2 separate regions of the Gasterosteus aculeatus genome follow, and region 1 is linked to region 2. Evidence: chromatin contacts called from public Hi-C data. All regions are on one chromosome and are shown on one strand. Each heading gives the region's core, a stretch centred on a gene start, on an enhancer-like site or on the middle of the called end of the contact. The rest is flanking DNA. Distances are from core to core; before and after follow the strand shown. Region 1 overlaps lonrf4 (LON peptidase N-terminal domain and ring finger 4). Region 2 holds the start of LOC120818477 (protein Wnt-8a).

Region 1 (3,854 bases), core at 671-3,170, 170 kb before region 2:
TCTGCGTAGGTCGCATCACCTGCGTCGGGCCCCCACACGTCTCTCCGTCTGTCCGGCCCCTGTGCCGCCGGTCGCGGACCCTTTTGAGTGCCTGGGCCAACTCCACCAGGAGACCTCCAAGTCTTAGCGTTTTCTACACCACATCTGTGACGCACTTTTTTTCCCTCTTATCTTTGCCATTGATATTTGTTGATAATAGTGCTACATTCCATGGAATGTTGAAGCTGCAATGTTACGTATACTTAATTTACGAACATATACAAACTGGGTGAAACATAAACGATTTTTTGTTTTTTTTTACTTAAATAAATGTGCCATCAATATTTCTATGTTGTGTGTTTTCAAGGAATAGTAAGTTAAACAGGCACTGCATTTATGTTCGTCATGGAATCTGACATTGGTCCTTGGCCCTCATGCCTTCTGTATAGTGGACATTAAACTACCATTTCTCACGGCCAGCATATGACTTGAAACAGTCAGAAGTAGTCCAGCAAACACCCTAATAGATGCAGTTTGTGTGATACGGAACAGCATGATATTGTTTCGAATAAAAGGGTTAAACTTGAGACTTCATACGCACAAAAAAATGTCCCATAACGGGCCAGCCAATGGATGGGCTGATGGCAGCATTGGATGGGTGACAGACAACCCACTGAACACTGACCCGGGAATTTACAATCTACTTGAGGGCAAATAAGCCATCTTCTTCCCCACCCTCTAAGATCGGTTAATCAGGTTTAGCTAACATGCTGTAAATGAAGTCATCCGTGATTGAAATCGGCTTAAATGTGCCAGTTATCACAACATGGCTCCAAAGCTAGTTTGGTTGATTTCATTAAAGACACCATCAATTAAGGTCAGTTTCTTGCTGCTACATGACATGATTATAGCTCACTCACAAATAAAAAGGGATCGTGATTCTTATAGAATGGTGCTGAATGACTCATCAACTATTTGTGATAAACACATGACTACGAACCCACAGCTGACGAGGGGGTTGTTGAGGGGCTTCCACGCCTCCTGTTGAACATCTCTATAGAGAGAATCTTTTGCCCGGTGAAATAATTTTGGTGCTCTCTCTCTTTATCAAACCACGTCTCGTTTTGGTTATCATTGATGCCGCCCTCCATTGAACGGGGAATGGGGATGTACGTGGGCCACAGAGATTGGTTTCATATTTGTCTTACTTAGCTTCAAACTGATCCCGGCGCCAATGTGCAATTTCTTATACCACGATGAAATGCTAAATCCATTTGAGAAATAAATGATTGTATACCACAGGGTTTTGATCCAACCAATGGCCAATGAAATGTCTGACTGTCATGAAACGTTTTTAAAACTAATGTGACATTCAATGTCCTCCCGTATAATTGGGCGATCAGAAAATGCCCTTGAACACAGCTGAAACAATGTCAACCTCAGTAGACGGTAGGAAGTAGAGACACGAGTTGTTGCTACCTTCAGTCTGCGCTCAAATCACTATTTAAACACCCTGAAAGTGAAGCAGTTTCTATCTGATTCATTTGTATTTAATCCTCCACCTCAAAGCCAAGGGCATTGAGATCTCTTGACCGGTTCATGTTTATTCACTTGTCCCCTGGATGACTTTCTAAATGTTATTATGAATAAAGCTTTTCAAACACACATTCTGCTTTATCCTTATTGTGTTCCCGTTGAACCTCATGCGACCGATTCTTCGGTCGTTAAGGAGGCTTTTCCAGCTACTGTAAGCGGGGCGGGGGATCTATTGCAATTTACCGCCCTACGGAAATTGTCAAAGGAGGGTTGATGGACGGGGAACGTGTCTCAGATGCTGATAGCGAGAACCATCATGTGCCACATGTGGACGCAGACTTGTCAGTTGGTCATATGTTGTCGTGAATAACAACAACACAATCAAAGCAATGTCAATAAGATCCCTAGAGAAAAACAGCACACTGAATTCGCATGCTACGAATAAACCGTCCACAAGGGGGCACTCTACAACTGTGGAGGAATAGCGTGGTGTCACACAGATGGAATCACACTGTATAAACAAGACATCTCACAAGAGTATGGCTTATTTTTCAAAACAAAAAGGCTCAGAATGATCACATTAGTGTCACCAATGGGGCACAGAGCAAGATTTTTGGCTGACAGAGAGAACCACCCACACGGAACAAGCTGGGAGGAAGTAGCTATTTCCCCATGCAAGCTGAAAGGAACAGAAATGAGTGAAAGTAAAAGAGGGCGTGCGCTCCTCTAATGCACGGGAAGACAGACCCACACAGAAAAAAACACAGCGTGGCAGAAGTGAGGAACGTTTCCTGCCAGCTTCTTTCCTCTGCATGGGAAGCAGGCAGATGAAAAGAGGCTTCAGTTGGCTTCAGCGGGGCCCTCTGTAATGCAGCTCAGCGTCTACATCAAAGCCCATTACATTCGAAGAATGCCACAGCTTTCCTGTACTAAATTCATCCATCGCCTTGTGCTGACTCCCCGCGTTCGCATGACGGAATAAGGATGACAGGCGTTTTGTAGGAGTTCTCACTAGGGGGGGGGGGGGCGTCTGGATGTGTGCGTGTTCTTACACTTCTGCTGGTAAGAAGGCCAAGTTCCCTCGCAAGGATAGACGGGTGAGGAAAATCCTCAACAGGGATGCAGGTTGTTGGTTTATGTTAGGGGAGAGTCAGAGAGGGAGGCGTGCAGCAGAGATGCATTACCAGGATGGTTTCTGTGATATCTCCGTGGGTGTATATTAAGCACTTCAGGTGGCGGCTGGTATGACTGAGCATGTTTACCGAAGACTGCAAGAATACACCAGCCTACACACAAGTCTCCTGCTCCGGAACTGACTAGCTTACTCTTTAGTCATGTGACTTCTAGAACCAATCACATTACTGTTACTCAACATGAGAAACCCGGTCTATTACATTTCTCCCCTTCACATTTGACACCCGTCTACACTAACAATCATTCTCTTAAACTTAGGTCTTCTGGACATTACTGTTTTTAATGTCCAGAAGACCCCTCATTTGAACTCATTACAAATCCAGTCTTTTGGGAGCACTTCTGGGTCTTTCTGGATTTCTCCTTTGGGGCACCCCTGACGGTACACTGCTGGGTGGAGGAGGAATAACATTTCCTGGCACTGCAGGACTCAGATGAATGCTACTTCTCTGAGGTGTCGGTGTCAGGCGGTTTTTCTCCACTGGTGGAGGTGGAGCAACTAATGTTAAGTCCTGCTCCTCAAAATGTGTGTACGGCTCCAGTTTCTTGAGTTCTCCTCTTTTTTCCCCAGCATATGATCAACATGGACGGACCGTTGCCTCCCTCTTTCCCATGTCACAGGACCCAAGCGCTTCACGACTGGCAGCCCATTTCTTTACTCTGACTTGGGTCATTCTCATGAAACTCTCTCTTTATCATGATACGGTTTCTGTTTTGCCTACAGTGTGGGACGGGTCTGGTCTCAACCGACTGAAGCGGGTGCGTATCTCTTTCGCTTTAAGAACAGCTCAGCTGGAGAGCGACCTGTGACTGAGTGAGGCGTGAACCCGATACATGAGCAGAAAGTTTGACAGCCTGTGTTGCAGTGTGATGCTGTGCTGACTTCACCAGAGCGCGCCTCAATATTTGCACACACCTCTCAGCAGCTCCGTTTGAAGCTGGATGATACGGTGGGACCAGCGTTTATTTTATTTCATTTTTGGATAGAAACTGCTTGAACTCTGAGGAGGCGAACTGGGGTCCATCATCAGACACGACCTCTTCTCTTCATCATTCATGTAAGCAGGCCATCCATTCATGGTATTGCTCCAAACTTCACTCAGCAACGGATCTCTGCTTGTGCCTACTTTGATGTCATGAGCTGATAT
Region 2 (4,385 bases), core at 642-3,141:
GTGATGTCGCAGGCTGGCGTCAGCAGTCCTCGCACCCATCCCCAGCCTGTGAAGCCCGTCACCTCCCGAGCCTTTAGTGCTCCATTTCTCTCACCTCACATGGCCATAAATCACTGGTCAGCGCTCCCCGGACGGCTTAATGTGTCAGAGATGTCTGTTAGAACAATTTAATTAGCACGCATTTTGACTTTATGTTATTCTAAGCTTGGTGTATATCAAGGGTAACCCATACCCTGGCGTTTCCTCTCTTCCTTCCTTAAGTGGTTACTCAGCAGGCAGTCGGATTTCCGCGGTTACCTAAGCAGGCAGTTGAATTTTAGTGCACCTATATGCTAACATTTACGGTATTACATGAACGCTGACTGAAGTATGTGTGTAAAGAACATCTCTGACTACTCTTATAAATAATGAAATGTTTTACTGTACAAATTTAGAGAATTATCCAAAGTCCTATTTGCAAGGATTTCTCAATATCTGCAATACAAACGATGACTATACTCTTGTACAGAAAATGAAATGATTTTAGTGAAGTATCAAATTGATCATTTCTCCATATTTGAGCAGCAATACAAATTCCAGACAAAGATAATGTACATGTGGACCGCTCTATGATACAGTTAAATACAATTAAATATTTGTTCTATACCAATTAGGAGATTTCCACCTAAGTAAAAGGTATGAGCGTAAAGCTAATATCTCAGAATTTGAAGTCATGTTAAAGATGTGTGTTCAGGAGACCTCCGACTATTCCTCTGCTGAAGGAAATATTTCTATTGTACAGATAGTGATATTCTGAATTAAAATTGCATTTAAACATTTAGAAAGTCAATATATAAATATTTGAGCTATTATATAATATTGTTTCTTAATGCTTCCAGACAATGTTGGAAGTATATACAGTTGTGGTCTTTTTGTATACAGTTGTAAAGAGCATGTATATTATGGCTTGCCTTGAGTTTCCAATGATTTCTACACCTAGAACTTATTTGTCCGTGATAAGATGATTGGAACACATTCTTCTTTGTCACAAAATACATTATTAGGTTCATTATTAAATTAGGTTATTTTACGAATTTAGTAGGAGGCTTCTAAAAAATCGTTTAATTTGTAGAGTAAAAATATTTCATTTTCTGTCCTAAACATTCTTGTTTGCCTGGAATTATTTTAAAACGCATTTTTATTGCAGCTCAAAACAAGAAATTGAACACATACTTATTGGACTTCTGTCAAAGTAGTGGGACAATTTGTAAAGTAACTATTTAGAGGTCAGAGAGGTCCTTGACACATTTTATTGCAGCTAAAATATTGATTGATTATCTTTTTTGAACATATGGGACATTTTTCATTAGAGAAATCGCTAGATTTGTACAGGAAAAATATTTAATCATAGTAGTCAGATGATGGTCCTGAACACACATACTTCATTCCGTCATTGTCCTGAATTTTTAATCATTCCGCTAACATGTTTGATACCGTAATTGTTAACCTAAAGGTGCACTGACATTCAAGTCCCTGCTGACTTGACCAGTGCCTGTTAAATTCACCGCAGGATGAAAGCATAAATAAATACATCAAATCCATAAGAGCTCCTAAATTGTTATTATCGTGACTTTACGCTGACAGTTTATATTACTAATAATGCAATTAGCATACGACCACTGTCAAATACTTGTTGACAGGGCACCAATATTTCAGTTTTGTCATTTTAAAACGATGATAATAATAAATAAATTGAATTAACGTCTTTAAATGACGTAGCCCACGTGATTGGCCCTTCAGAGTTTCGGTGTTTATGAGAAAACTATAGCACCGACGCTGACATACGCCCCTCTGCGTTGACTACTATTGTTTCCGCCTTATTAACCCGTTGAATTCGTTGAAGGGGCCACCGGGTTGATGACAAATTACGAGCCCTTGCAGATTGATTTCTAATCGCTCCGTATTATTTCCCAACAAGGTGTCGACGGTCTTCGGGTTTCAGTCGAATCGCCGAAGGAACGCGGCCGATATCTAATTAGTGGGGATTATCCTCACCTACTCTCCGCTGTTGTGTGGAGGACCTCGCCCGGCCGCCCGGCTATTGTCCGCGGCGCAGAGTGGATTGTTGTCTTAAGGGGATCTTGAGTGGCTTAACGTGGATTTGACATGTGTGAGCAATATGATCGACAAAAACTATAATGATAATCACTAACTAACCCGGTACCTTCCCTCGCGTCAAACCGGCACGGTGATGATTGCTGATGATCGCAGTGATTGTGGAGGCTATCAAGGATAATCACAATTAATCCCAGATCTCTACAATGAACGATGATCGAAATTAATCTTTTTTTTTGTATTAACATCTACAAATCTAAACCACCCATGAAACCAAATGTACCGTGCAAAGTTGGCTAAGACATACAAACTCGTATATTTAGTTTTCCTTCTTGTAAATTCCAGACTGTTTTAACACCAAGTGGTTTCCCAGGGAAACATCTATTATCCTATTATCAAGACGATGCCAATGTCGCCGATGTGTGAGGCAGTATTTACATGACTATATACCATCAGCTACTGAAAGACTTTATGGCTTTGTGGTCGGTCTTTTCCCCCTTGGGGTACTGGTGCCATTCCCAAACGTTTCCTACACATGATGCCTCAAAGATGCCCGTCAGTACTGAACGTAAATTTAATTATGAGGAGCCATATTTCATATCATTCACGTCGGAGCTTCCTTGTGGCCTCGATACAGCAGCCATCCCCTCTTCACATCCCTTAACAATACATGCTGGCAATCCACTGCACATGCTTGAGTTGCTGGGGGAAAGCGCTTTGGGATTAGAGCCTGGGAAAGGCAGGTGAATGAATGAGGGGCTGTTTAAGTGTCTGGGTCTTTGAAGTGCACTTATGCACCGACGGCTCCCATTTGTCTGCGGGACGCGGCCATCGAAGTCGTTGTCAACACTTTTTCACAGCGAAACGTTACCTGCGGGACAAATCTGTCAATCAAAGGGGGCAGGGACATATAAATATCATCGGCGAGGAGTCCGGCCAGAACATCGGATGCCCTCTTACTCTTGCTCTCTCCTGGCACTCACACCCCGGATACAAACGCACAGGGATCCGTTTGGAATACGGCTGCTATGCGACCTTTGAATCTCCATCCAGCCATGGTTCTGTCCATGTGCTGCCATGTCCACTTCGCATTAGCGTGGTATGTGGCTTACTTTTGGATTAATTCATATAATCATGCAGTGTGATTAGTGTTTGTCAGTAGTCTTGGATTAACGCGCTGTCTTGTTTTCTTCCTATAGGACGGTGAATAATTTCCTTATGACTGGACCTAAGGTAAAAAGAAGATATACTTTTGCTTCATTTGTCCATCTACTGAGCATAACATTTATTCTGTAAATTCAAAAATATGGATTGATTTCTTAAATATCTAATGTTCCCTTTTTCGCTCCCAAGGCTCTTCTCACCTATGCTGGCAGTGTGCAAGTTGGCGCACAGAATGGAATACAAGAGTGTAAACACCAGTTCGCGTTGGAGAGGTGGAACTGTCCGCAAAATACCCGCCAGTTATCCACACAAAACGGCATTCGAAGTGGTAAGATATAAATATTCATACTTAAGTTACCGGTTGGAACCACATTTATTAAACACCAAACACAACACAACATTACTTTTACATGCTTTTACGCACGGTTTGCGCGTCTTTACGCGCAGTATTTGAGCGATACATTTTGCACTGTGGCTCCAAATTGGATGTGTGATCATTTTTCTTTCTCACCTCTTGTAGCCACAAGGGAGACGTCTTTTATCCATGCGATCAGCGCAGCAGGAGTGATGTACACGCTCACCAAGAACTGCAGTATGGGAGACTTTGACAACTGCGGCTGCGATGACTCAAGAATTAGACAGACAGGTACGGTTCGAACATCTATTAGACATGCCTGGTTTCTTTACAGTTAGAACTGTTATCACATGACTTTTCCTTCTGAGAACGGAATGTCCATTTTTTAATCCAACAGGTGGTAGAGGTTGGATTTGGGGAGGCTGCAGCGATAACGTGGCGTTTGGAGACAAGATCTCTAAACAGTTTGTGGACGCGTTGGAAAGTGGGCACGACTCGCGCGCAGCAGTCAACCTGCATAACAACGAGGCAGGCCGACTGGTAAGATATGCATTCACTATTAATTTGTTATTTTATTAAGGGATGTGTTTCAAATGTAAACAAGTATACGAGGAAAATGCGCTGTCTTATATTAGGGGCATTTACGCACGGGCAGAGAAAGTTGTGCATTCCCTCACTAATACTCTCGTTCTCTCTACAGGCCATCAAAGCTACAATGAGGAGAGCGTGCAAGTGTCACGGAGTGTCTGGGAGCTGCAGCATCCAGACCTGC

The links. A called contact is a pair of places that touch in the nucleus more often than the background predicts.
Region 1: a Hi-C map of skeletal muscle shows a contact between it and region 2, with 6 times the contacts expected there. The contact joins the enhancer-like site here to the promoter of LOC120818477 in region 2. A contact is called at or near these places in 2 of 6 Hi-C or Micro-C datasets (both in skeletal muscle).

The regions. Positions count from the first base shown.
Region 1 is chr4:14,743,062-14,746,915 of fGasAcu3.hap1.1, reverse strand. lonrf4 (LON peptidase N-terminal domain and ring finger 4) reads left to right here. Exons shown (of 12, transcript XM_040175592.2): 12 at 1-1,644. Among protein-coding and RNA genes, the nearest start is that of lonrf4, 12 kb to the left of the region's middle. Within about 2 kb of position 1,920, at least 3 of the 9 cell types and tissues checked have open chromatin away from gene starts, as enhancers often do.
Region 2 is chr4:14,575,148-14,579,532 of fGasAcu3.hap1.1, reverse strand. LOC120818477 (protein Wnt-8a) reads left to right here and starts at 1,891. Exons shown (of 6, transcript XM_040175604.2): 1 at 1,891-3,193; 2 at 3,294-3,327; 3 at 3,448-3,586; 4 at 3,779-3,904; 5 at 4,011-4,153; 6 at 4,314-4,385. The coding sequence starts at 3,123.